Linked DNA regions of Sus scrofa: region 1 is linked to region 2. A link is a contact called in public Hi-C data. All regions are on one chromosome and are shown on one strand. Each heading gives the region's core, a stretch centred on a gene start, on an enhancer-like site or on the middle of the called end of the contact. The rest is flanking DNA. Distances are from core to core; before and after follow the strand shown. Region 1 holds the start of LOC106509041. Region 2 overlaps ASB7 (ankyrin repeat and SOCS box protein 7).

What was found. A called contact is a pair of places that touch in the nucleus more often than the background predicts.
Region 1: a Hi-C map of omental adipose tissue shows a contact between it and region 2, with 2.4 times the contacts expected there. The contact joins the promoter of LOC106509041 here to the enhancer-like site in region 2. A contact is called at or near these places in 4 of 5 promoter capture datasets (fetal liver, fetal skeletal muscle, liver and 1 more), 22 of 47 Hi-C or Micro-C datasets (adipocytes, adipose tissue, alveolar macrophages and 14 more) and 1 of 2 datasets of contacts at active chromatin or transcription factors (skeletal muscle).

Annotation. Positions count from the first base shown.
Region 1 is chr1:139,449,105-139,453,635 of Sscrofa11.1, forward strand. LOC106509041 reads right to left here and starts at 2,511. Exons shown (of 3, transcript XM_021084942.1): 1 at 2,476-2,511; 2 at 2,014-2,420. The coding sequence starts at 2,511. It overlaps ALDH1A3 (aldehyde dehydrogenase family 1 member A3), which reads left to right and starts at 1,976. Exons shown (of 14, transcript XM_021098574.1): 1 at 1,976-2,084; 2 at 2,364-2,608. The coding sequence starts at 2,510.
Region 2 is chr1:139,219,931-139,224,289 of Sscrofa11.1, forward strand. ASB7 (ankyrin repeat and SOCS box protein 7) reads left to right here. Exons shown (of 6, transcript XM_003121646.4): 5 at 2,010-2,615. Among named protein-coding and RNA genes, the nearest start is that of ASB7, 31 kb to the left of the region's middle. Within about 2 kb of position 2,116, at least 3 of the 83 cell types and tissues checked have an H3K27ac peak or open chromatin away from gene starts, as enhancers often do. A contact at or near this core is called in adipose tissue and omental adipose tissue, where this site is marked.

The sequences.
Region 1 (4,531 bases), core at 1,261-3,760, 230 kb after region 2:
CTCCTGTGGTCACCACCTCTGGGACCAGGACCTAAGAGTTTTGTTGTTTGTTGTTCTTTCTATGACCGCACCCACAGCATAGAGAAGTTCCCAGGCCAGGTATTGAATCCGAGCCACAGCTGTGAATAACACTGCAGCTGCAGCAATGCCAGATCCTTTTACCCATTGCACCAGGCCGGGGATCAAACCCACACCTCCACAGCAACCTGAGTTGCTGCAGTCTGATCCTTAACCCACTGTGCCATAGTGGGAACTCCGGGACCCAAGGGCTTGATTCCTACGCAAGGCAAAGTCCGGAAGGATGCTGCTATCATTTTACACCTGTACCTTTGCTGTGCTCTCTGCTGCCACAGTGACATGGGCTACAGGAGACAGGGACTGCCCTTGGTGAAAAAAGGGTACAGAAGAAGGTAAGAGAAATCCCTCCTCCACACCCTGCACTGTCCACCCACACAAATCCTGGCCCTGGTTCCTCCACTGCAGGTGATGTCTGGGGCAAGTATTTGCATGCCTCTGTTTACTCACCTATAAAATGGGGCGAAGACCATTTTGCCTTCACTGCTCCCACTGAGTGGCAAGACAGGGAAACAGAGGTAATCTGCTGGTCTGGACAAGCCTGGAGCCAGGCTCATCCTCATGATCTGCTCTCTGGCAGCTGTCTGCTACTGCTGAGTACCCTACTCCAATACCAGGTTCCCAGAATCATGTTGGTGGGTGTCAACAGGAGAGTTGCAAGTGAAGTGGTTGGTGTCATTGCATCTAGCCCCCAAGGCCAGACACTGCTGGGCAGGAGGGTCTGCTTCCAGTCTCTGCAGGCCCTACTGAGCCCAGGCACCCAGATGCTGGGGCTCAGGATCCAGGAGGCCCCCCCGCCCCAGGCATGAGACATGAGACATCTGCCCACCTGTTTCTAAGAGAACTAAGTGGGGGCCATGGACCAGCCAGGCAGGATGGGGAGCCAAGGGACTGGCTGGAGCAGCTAAGGAAAGAGACACCATTGCTTTGGGACTCATCTATGTCATTGAGCCTGTCATTGAAGACAGACTCACTGATGTCAGTTAGCCCTAACCCTTTCAGGGGACCCATTATCCCTTTTCCCTTCCTCACCTGGGCAACCTAAGCCACAACAGCGTAGGGTTCTTTCACTCCTAAAAGGCAGGTGGTCTGATGATGGGTTTGCAAAATATCACAACTTTCTCCAGGACACCCAGAAGGGTGAAGGAGAGAAAGACAGAAACTTGTTTGAGGGTCCCCAAAACAAACAGAAGGAACCTCAGGACAGAAAGGAGTGTCCCCATTGCTTGTTGCTCCAGATTACTCACAGAAGGAAATGGACTGAGGGGCTGAGGCTTATGGGGATTAAACCACTGTTTTTGTCCTCCGGGTTCGTGCCCCACATCATTTTCCAGAAACCTGAGGGATCACATGCATGAGCAGCCGCTTCCGCGTCCCAGATAGGACCTGGGGCAAGTCCCTGGAGTTGGTGGAACGTTTGAGAGGAGCTGGAGTGCCCTTGTTTCCTTGGGAAGTTCTGAACTACCTAGGGGACAAGTGCTTCAACTCTTCAAAACAAAGCTGTGAAGATCGTATGTGCTTTCTCCTTTTCTCATTTTGTAAAAAAAAATTGAGGTATAGTGCATGCATTTAAAAACTCAGATCAAATGTATCCAAGGGCCCCGGCTTGGAGGCCTGCTGTGCGCCAGCGAAGGTTAGAAGCCCATCGGCGCTGGGACTGCACTACACGGGGCTGCACTACACGGGGCTGGAAGGGCCAGCTTTTCTTTCCTTCGCCTTCTGCCCCTCAGGTGCTGCTCAGGCCCGGGGGAGACTCCGCGCCCACCCGCCCGCTGTCCCAGCTGGGGCCGACGGCGGGGGCGGTGAGCGCCTGTCCTGCAAGCCGAGTCCTGGCGGCCGGATTCTAGGCCGAAGCACGTGGGCAGCGACGCGGGACCGCCCCGCAGGGTCCGGGATGCCGGGCCCGGCGCAGGATCCCCGGTGGGCGGGCGCGCTTACCAGGAGCGCTGCGCAGCGCGCGGACCAAAGTTGGGCGAGTGCGCAGAGCGGCGGCGGGCAGGGGGCGGCAGGTGCGGCGGAGAGACTCGCCTGACCTCGGGAAGAGAACCGGCGCTGCAGCCGCGCGCCCCCGCTCTCGGCCCCGGCCCCGGCCCGCTGTCGGAGCCAGAGACTTCCGGGGCCCGGCGACGCTTCGGGGAGCTCCTCCAAGGGCAGCCTCCCGGGCGGGAAGCGCAGCGCGGTGGCCGGGCTGGGGGTGGCCGGGCTCCTGCAGAGGCGGCAGGCGGGGTGGGGTGAGCCGGGCCGGCCCCCTCCCCTCCTACCCGCCCTTCCTTCCTCTCGTCCTGCAGCCAATTAGACGGCCCCCTCGGGCGGGAGGCGTGGGGCCTCCATAAAGCGGCGCGGAGCTGTCACCCCGAGAGCAGGCTGCGCACCGCCCAGGCCTGAACCGGCGCGGAAGACACGGGCACTTCGGGCCGGGGAGTGCAGAGAAGCCATGGCCACCACCAACGGGGCCGTGGAGAACGGGCAGCCGGACAGGAAGTCACCCGCCCTGCCGCGCCCGATCCGCAACCTGGAGGTCAAGTTCACCAAGGTGAGGTGGTCACCGGTCCCACCCGACGGCTGCCTGGCTCCCCGCTGGGCTGCCCGGCGGGGGTAGCGGGAACGCGGGACCGGTAGCCCTGCTGTTCCGCTCCGACCGTGCGGGACGGTGGGGGCAGCGCGCCCCCAGCTGAGTTTGCCCCGCGCTCCGGTGACCCGAGCCTCTCCGCCGGGCCAGGCCCTCCTGGAGCAGCGTCCAGCACTGGGCATCCAGGGCAGGAGTCCGCAGCCCGAGCGCGTCCATCGCGCACCCCGAAAGAGACTCCGCGATCTTCCGGGCTCTCGCGCGCTAGGGCTCAGCGCTTTGAGCCTCAAAGCCGCGCGAGGGAGGCTCCGCAGCGCCCGCGCGGCCCCGACGTGCTGCCGGTGCAGGGCCCTCTTTGAAGGTGAATGATGATGCGCAGCCGCCGTGACTTGGGCTTGGTGGTCTCCCCGCAGACTTTGCGGCGTGGTTTCCAGGAATGAAGGGGTCGAGCTTCCGGAGGGTCAGAGGGGGCCTGAAATCGCCAAGAGCGGGTCTGAGAGTTCTGGCTGCCTCCGGAGCTGCAACTGGAAGCGTGAATGTCAGAGGGAGCAGCGCGAGAAAATTCGGGCACCCCCTGTGCTTAGCTCTTACCAGCTTACCAGTAGAGCAGTGGCAAGTAGGAAGGTGCTCACTGATAAAACCGTACTGGAGCCCAGAGGCCCTGTCGTTGGCAGATCACGGTCTCGATCTGGGCCTGGGAAACCGCGGGTGGCAGGGCCCGTTCACGCCGCGAGATCCAGAGGTTCTCTGTCTTTTTTGCACTGCGGGCTGGGAGGCTGGAGCATCGGCAAAGCGGTGAGATCACCTGCCTGGGGCTGAAAGGAAGATGGTGAGGCCAGGAGCCCAGGGCTCCGTGGTCAGCCAGGAGCTCTTCCCATGAGAGGACACCCTGAGGCTGTTTGGCGACTGATGGGCTGGGGCTGGTGGCACTTCAGAGGCGCAGGCCAAAAGCCGCAGTTGGCTTTGCTTTCCCCAACTTTGTCTCCTTTTATTTTTGAATCTTATCCATCGCTTCCAACTCCAGCTGACACAGCACTTAGAAAATTCCTCCATCAATTTTACTTTCCAAAGTAGCAATTATGTTTCTCAAATAGTTTTAATCAAGCAGAGAAAGTAGCAGGCCACTATGTGTGGCCTTCAGATTTTGGTCTCTTGCTTGGCACTTATTGTCAGCTGGACCTCTGATCACAAGCTATTTAAATTAACTGTAATCAACAGAGACACTTGGATGAGGCTTATTTTTACTGTAGTTTCCTAAGTAGTGTCTGCTTCAGAGTGCAAATTCCAAAACAGATTCTGGGAACAGTGAAAAGAGTACCTAAATTGTTTTAGCTCTTAGCACTGCTTGTGTTCACCTGTGTGGTGGTGGCGGTATTTGGGGGTTTTTGTTTGTTTGTTCGTTTGTTTTATAGGATTTTTTAAAATGCTATAGAAACCAAAAATTACATGTATTATTTTCCTATTCCCTTTTACCTTTTTGAGTGCCATCAGAGCAATGCAGCCACCTATGGAAAGTTTCCTCTTTCTCTGCAGTTCTTTATGGCCCTTTACAAGTGCAAATGCAGCCCTGACTTAGGTGATCTTAGCAAGTGCACTGAGCGGCCAGTGTTTTTTTTGTCCTGCTGGGTGTCCACACACACTGGGTGTGCGACTCAGGTTGATGGAAGTGGGCAAAGCAGAGGGGCTGCAGAGCCAGGATCCTCTGGGGGCTCCCAGGCAAAGATGGCTGCTACAGCGGACCCCAGGTCTCTCCACCCTCCTTTCCTCCTGAGGGCCAGGCCTCTGCCTCTCTGTCTTTGCTCCAGGCCCACCTCCACAGAGGCCTCCTCCTAGCAGCTGTGGGGCCGGTGTGCTTGTGACTGAGGGTGGATAGCCCTTGAAGCAATGCTT
Region 2 (4,359 bases), core at 866-3,365:
GAAGAAGGTATTCTTAAATTTCACTAGCAGATTAAGAGAGAATGTCTGGAAAGCAGTTGATTGGTCATATATAGATTAGAAATGCTGTCTTGGCAAGATTTGCAGTTTCGTTTGAATAGATGTCTTTTAGATGCCATGCCTGTGTTTAATTAGTCTACTTTTAGGTAAATGTGGTATCTGAGCAGCGTCTGTCAAAATGGGAATATTAGTAGCTCATGTTTATGCCTTGCCAGTAGGTGGCAGCAGTGTGCTTTGTTTAAATGTTCTTGCCTATTTTTTTTTTTTTTTGTCACATAGTGAATATGTGCTGTATATTTTTCTTTTAGTTGAAGACCAGTGCAGATGTGATACCCTGATTTTCTTTAAGCAGATAAAATTAATATTGCTACTGTGTAATGTAAGTTTATATTAAATGATTTTAGAAATTCAACTGATACAGCTTACCTAAAAAAGTGTTAACTTTTTACAGGTTTGTTTCAACTACATCTTAATTGAAATTTGTATTCTCCACAGTTTTATTACTATTTTACATATAGTTTTATGCCTCATAGGTTTTGCTAAGAGAGCAGACTTCATAAAATTTGATTTCATAAAATGTTTTAGAACTAAGCAACACTGTACTAAATAGTCCATGAGTGTTTGATCATATAATTTTGGAGGCGTCTCATTTGTTTGTTTGTAGAACATGCATGAATTTTTTTTTTATGAACAAATGAAAAATTAAGGATGACTCTTATGAGAAGAAAGCATTTTATTGTATTTTATTTTTGTCTTTTTAGGGGTGCACCTGTGGCATATGGAGGTTCCCAGGCTAGGGGTCTAATAGGAGCTGTAGCTGCTGGCCTACACCACAGCCACAGCAACACCAGAGCCAAGCCGTGTCTGTGACCTACATCACAGCTCATGGCAACGCCGGATCCTTAACCCGATGAGCAAGGCCAGGGATCTAACCTGCAACCTCATGGTTCCTAGTAGGATTCATTTCTGCTGCACCATGATGGGAACTCCAGGAGAAAGCATTTTAATCCTAGGTAGTTAGGTCTGCCCAGTTATCTTCACATGGAATTGCTGGCCTCCAGGAAGTGACCTGCATCCTCTGAGGGTTCTTCCCCTTTTCTGCCCCTGCTCAGGAAGGCCAGTAGGATGAGTTGTGTGCAGAACTGACCCCTGGCTTCAGGAAAGATTGGGGGCAGGTGACAAAATTTCTGTGACTTGAGGAGTAACATAGCTGATAAATCATTTTTGTTTCTTTCTCTCTTTTATTTCTTTTCTTTCTTCAAGAGATCTGTCAATTTAGGAGAGAGTTTTGAAAGTGTTTTAGAAAATAATATTTATACAGTGCTGAGGTTTCTCCCAACTTTTCACACAATGTGTGCTGCTTAACTCTTACCAAGATTCTTGTAAAATGAAGAATTCAGAATAGACTTTTATCTTATGAAAACATAATTTATCAAGATCACTTAGCATATATCTTACAAGCTTTGGAATTTTTACAGACCACAGAAAAACTTTTTTTTTTTAAACTAATACAGCCTAAAACAACACAGTCTGCCAGACCGCAGTACATCCGTAATTTAGAGCAGCAGATGTTGCTACACATGCTTCTCTTTAAGACCAAGAAGAAGCACAAGAGAAAATAAAATAAAAAGTTCAAAACAGAAGAGAAGCATGAAACAGTGCAGAGATGAGGGAGTTGGGAAGCCAAGGGCAGTTGGTTCAATTAGCAAAGAGAAGGGATGTGGTGATCTGGACTCTGTTTTTTGTGTACATCTTCTAAACACTTTGTAAGTCATGTTCATCCTGTTAACCCAGCTTTGATAACTCTCTAGTAAAATTTATTTTCCATTAAAACTCTGCTTGGGTTAAGCTGAGAAGTACGTGGTATTCATTATACTGTTTCATCATTTCACATTTCGAACAAGAGTCGGCTAAGATGTGCCATCCCATGGCAGAGTTCATTGCTTTGTCACAGAGTCTGCTAATGTTTTTCCATTTGGTTCTCACTCTAGCTGATCCCACAGTGAAGGACTTAATCGGAGGCTTCACTGCTCTTCACTACGCAGCCATGCATGGCCGGGCCCGGATTGCACGCCTCATGTTGGAATCCGAATACAGGAGCGACATCATTAATGCCAAAAGCAATGATGGCTGGACCCCCCTGCATGTGGCAGCCCACTATGGTAGGGACTCATTCGTCCGACTCCTCCTGGAGTTCAAGGCTGAGGTCGACCCACTCAGTGATAAAGGCACAACACCGCTTCAGCTTGCCATTATCCGGGAGAGGTCGAGCTGTGTGAAGATCCTCCTGGACCACAATGCCAATATCGACATTCAGAACGGTTTCCTGTTGCGATACGCTGTGATCAAAAGCAATCACTCTTATTGCCGAATGTTCCTTCAAAGAGGAGCAGACACAAACTTGGGTCGCTTAGAAGATGGACAGACGCCATTACATCTGTCTGCCCTTAGGGATGACGTGCTTTGTGCGCGGATGTTATATAATTATGGAGCGGACACGAACACAAGGAACTATGAAGGACAGACCCCACTGGCTGTTTCAATAAGCATTTCTGGAAGTAGTCGACCGTGTTTGGATTTCTTACAGGAAGTCACAAGTATGTAATTTAATTATTACTATTACTACTTTTTTTTTTTTTTCAATTGCATCTTCTGAGGAGCTTAAGGTGTTTTACAACTTAAAATGGCCAGACATGAATGATTCCTGTTAGCCCTACCTGGTAAGTAAAATGAAAAGAAGGCTCCACATCACAAGATTTCATAAAAAAACAGTTGTGTTACTAGAAGTAATGAGAGTAGATAGGGTGGGGTGAGAGAAGAAATGGAGAAAAAGAAACAGGAGAATTTTTTAAATTAACAAAGATCGATGTTAGAACAAGGCACTTCCTGCTATTCATAAGCATAGTATTTCCAGGCTTTTGTGGAATTAAGATTGAGGAATTAGAAGGAGGATTTTGGATATTGGCATCCATAGCTATGAAAGTGAGCTAGAATTTGCGCTCTATGGCTAAGCTCTTGCTCATATTTTATTGTTGCTTTTCTACTTCATTACAGTGTGGGACACATGAAATGGAACAGCAGTGTTATTTACTTACATATCTGAGTAATGCAGGTTAAGGGTTGTAAGGGTTGTAGCAATTGTTGTAAGGAAAAAATTAACTATCAGTGGAAAATATAGTGCCACTGTCCCTGGCCCACACAGGACATTGTAACTGACCTGTTTTTGTGCAAACAGGCACTTTTTTTTAAGCCAGGAAGTGTCCAACCCACCATGTGTAGCGACGCGTGTGTTGTATTATTTCCCTTCTCTCCCCTTCCCATTGTGCCCAGGGCATGTGGAAGTTACCAGGCCAGGGATTGAACCTGCACCACAGCAGCAACTAGAGCCACAGCAGTTAACAATGCCTTATTCTTAACGCACTGTGCCACCAAGGAACTCCACATGTACCTTTAAAATTAGGGCAGATAGAAAAATGGATGTGACTGCCTCTTTGTGTTTGAGTTCTTCACTACATATAGAGCAGAGCCATGCACCTAGTAGGTCCTCAGGAAGTGTGGGTTGGCTGATTGCTTCCATAAAGGATAGTGGCTGAGCAGACTTGGTTGGGGTGCTTTTCAGAAATGAGGCACCATCTGTCCTTGGAAGGCTGTCCTTGGAGGTTATCCTTTGTCTTCAGATGCTGCAGTCTAATTTGTTACTTCTTGACTCTGCCATCAGTGCTGTTTTCTATCAAAAGCAGATTAAGTGCTTCTGATTCACCTGTGTATTATTTCTTAGATTTTCTTTTCTTAGTGAATAATTCTGTGCTAGGAGGACTGACTGTAGCAGATGCTCTTTGGAGCTCTGTCCTGGCTGTCTCTTAAAAACCAGAGTGAAAGAAGGTTGGGTGGTGCAGGGTGCATCAAGTCAAATCTCGGAGCGCCTCCTGGTCTCTGATGCTGCCCAGCAAACCCCGCAGCTCTCCAGGCACAGAGTGTGTGGATTTGCACCTGAGAACTCAGACCTCTGAGCTGTGAGGACAGCAGAAATGCCACTTGGTCATCTTTACCCCGGGCCTAGCAAATTATTTAAATTGGAAGAGCTCAAGATAGTCATCATCCTAGAATCTAAAAGCTACTGTGGCTTTTTAGAAAAACTGCCGTAAAAACTTTCCGTAAAAACACAGCAGGTCAAGTGGCTTAGCTTTAAAGTGGTATCTGTGGATGCTTTGTTGATCTCAAGCAGAGGGAGAAGCCTCAAAGAGCTGTTCTTACTCTACAGAGAGACTTCTAGAAACCTCTTCTAAAATAGCCAGAGCTCAATGTGGTCTCCTCCAGAAAGCCAGTCAGCTGAAGGAGCAG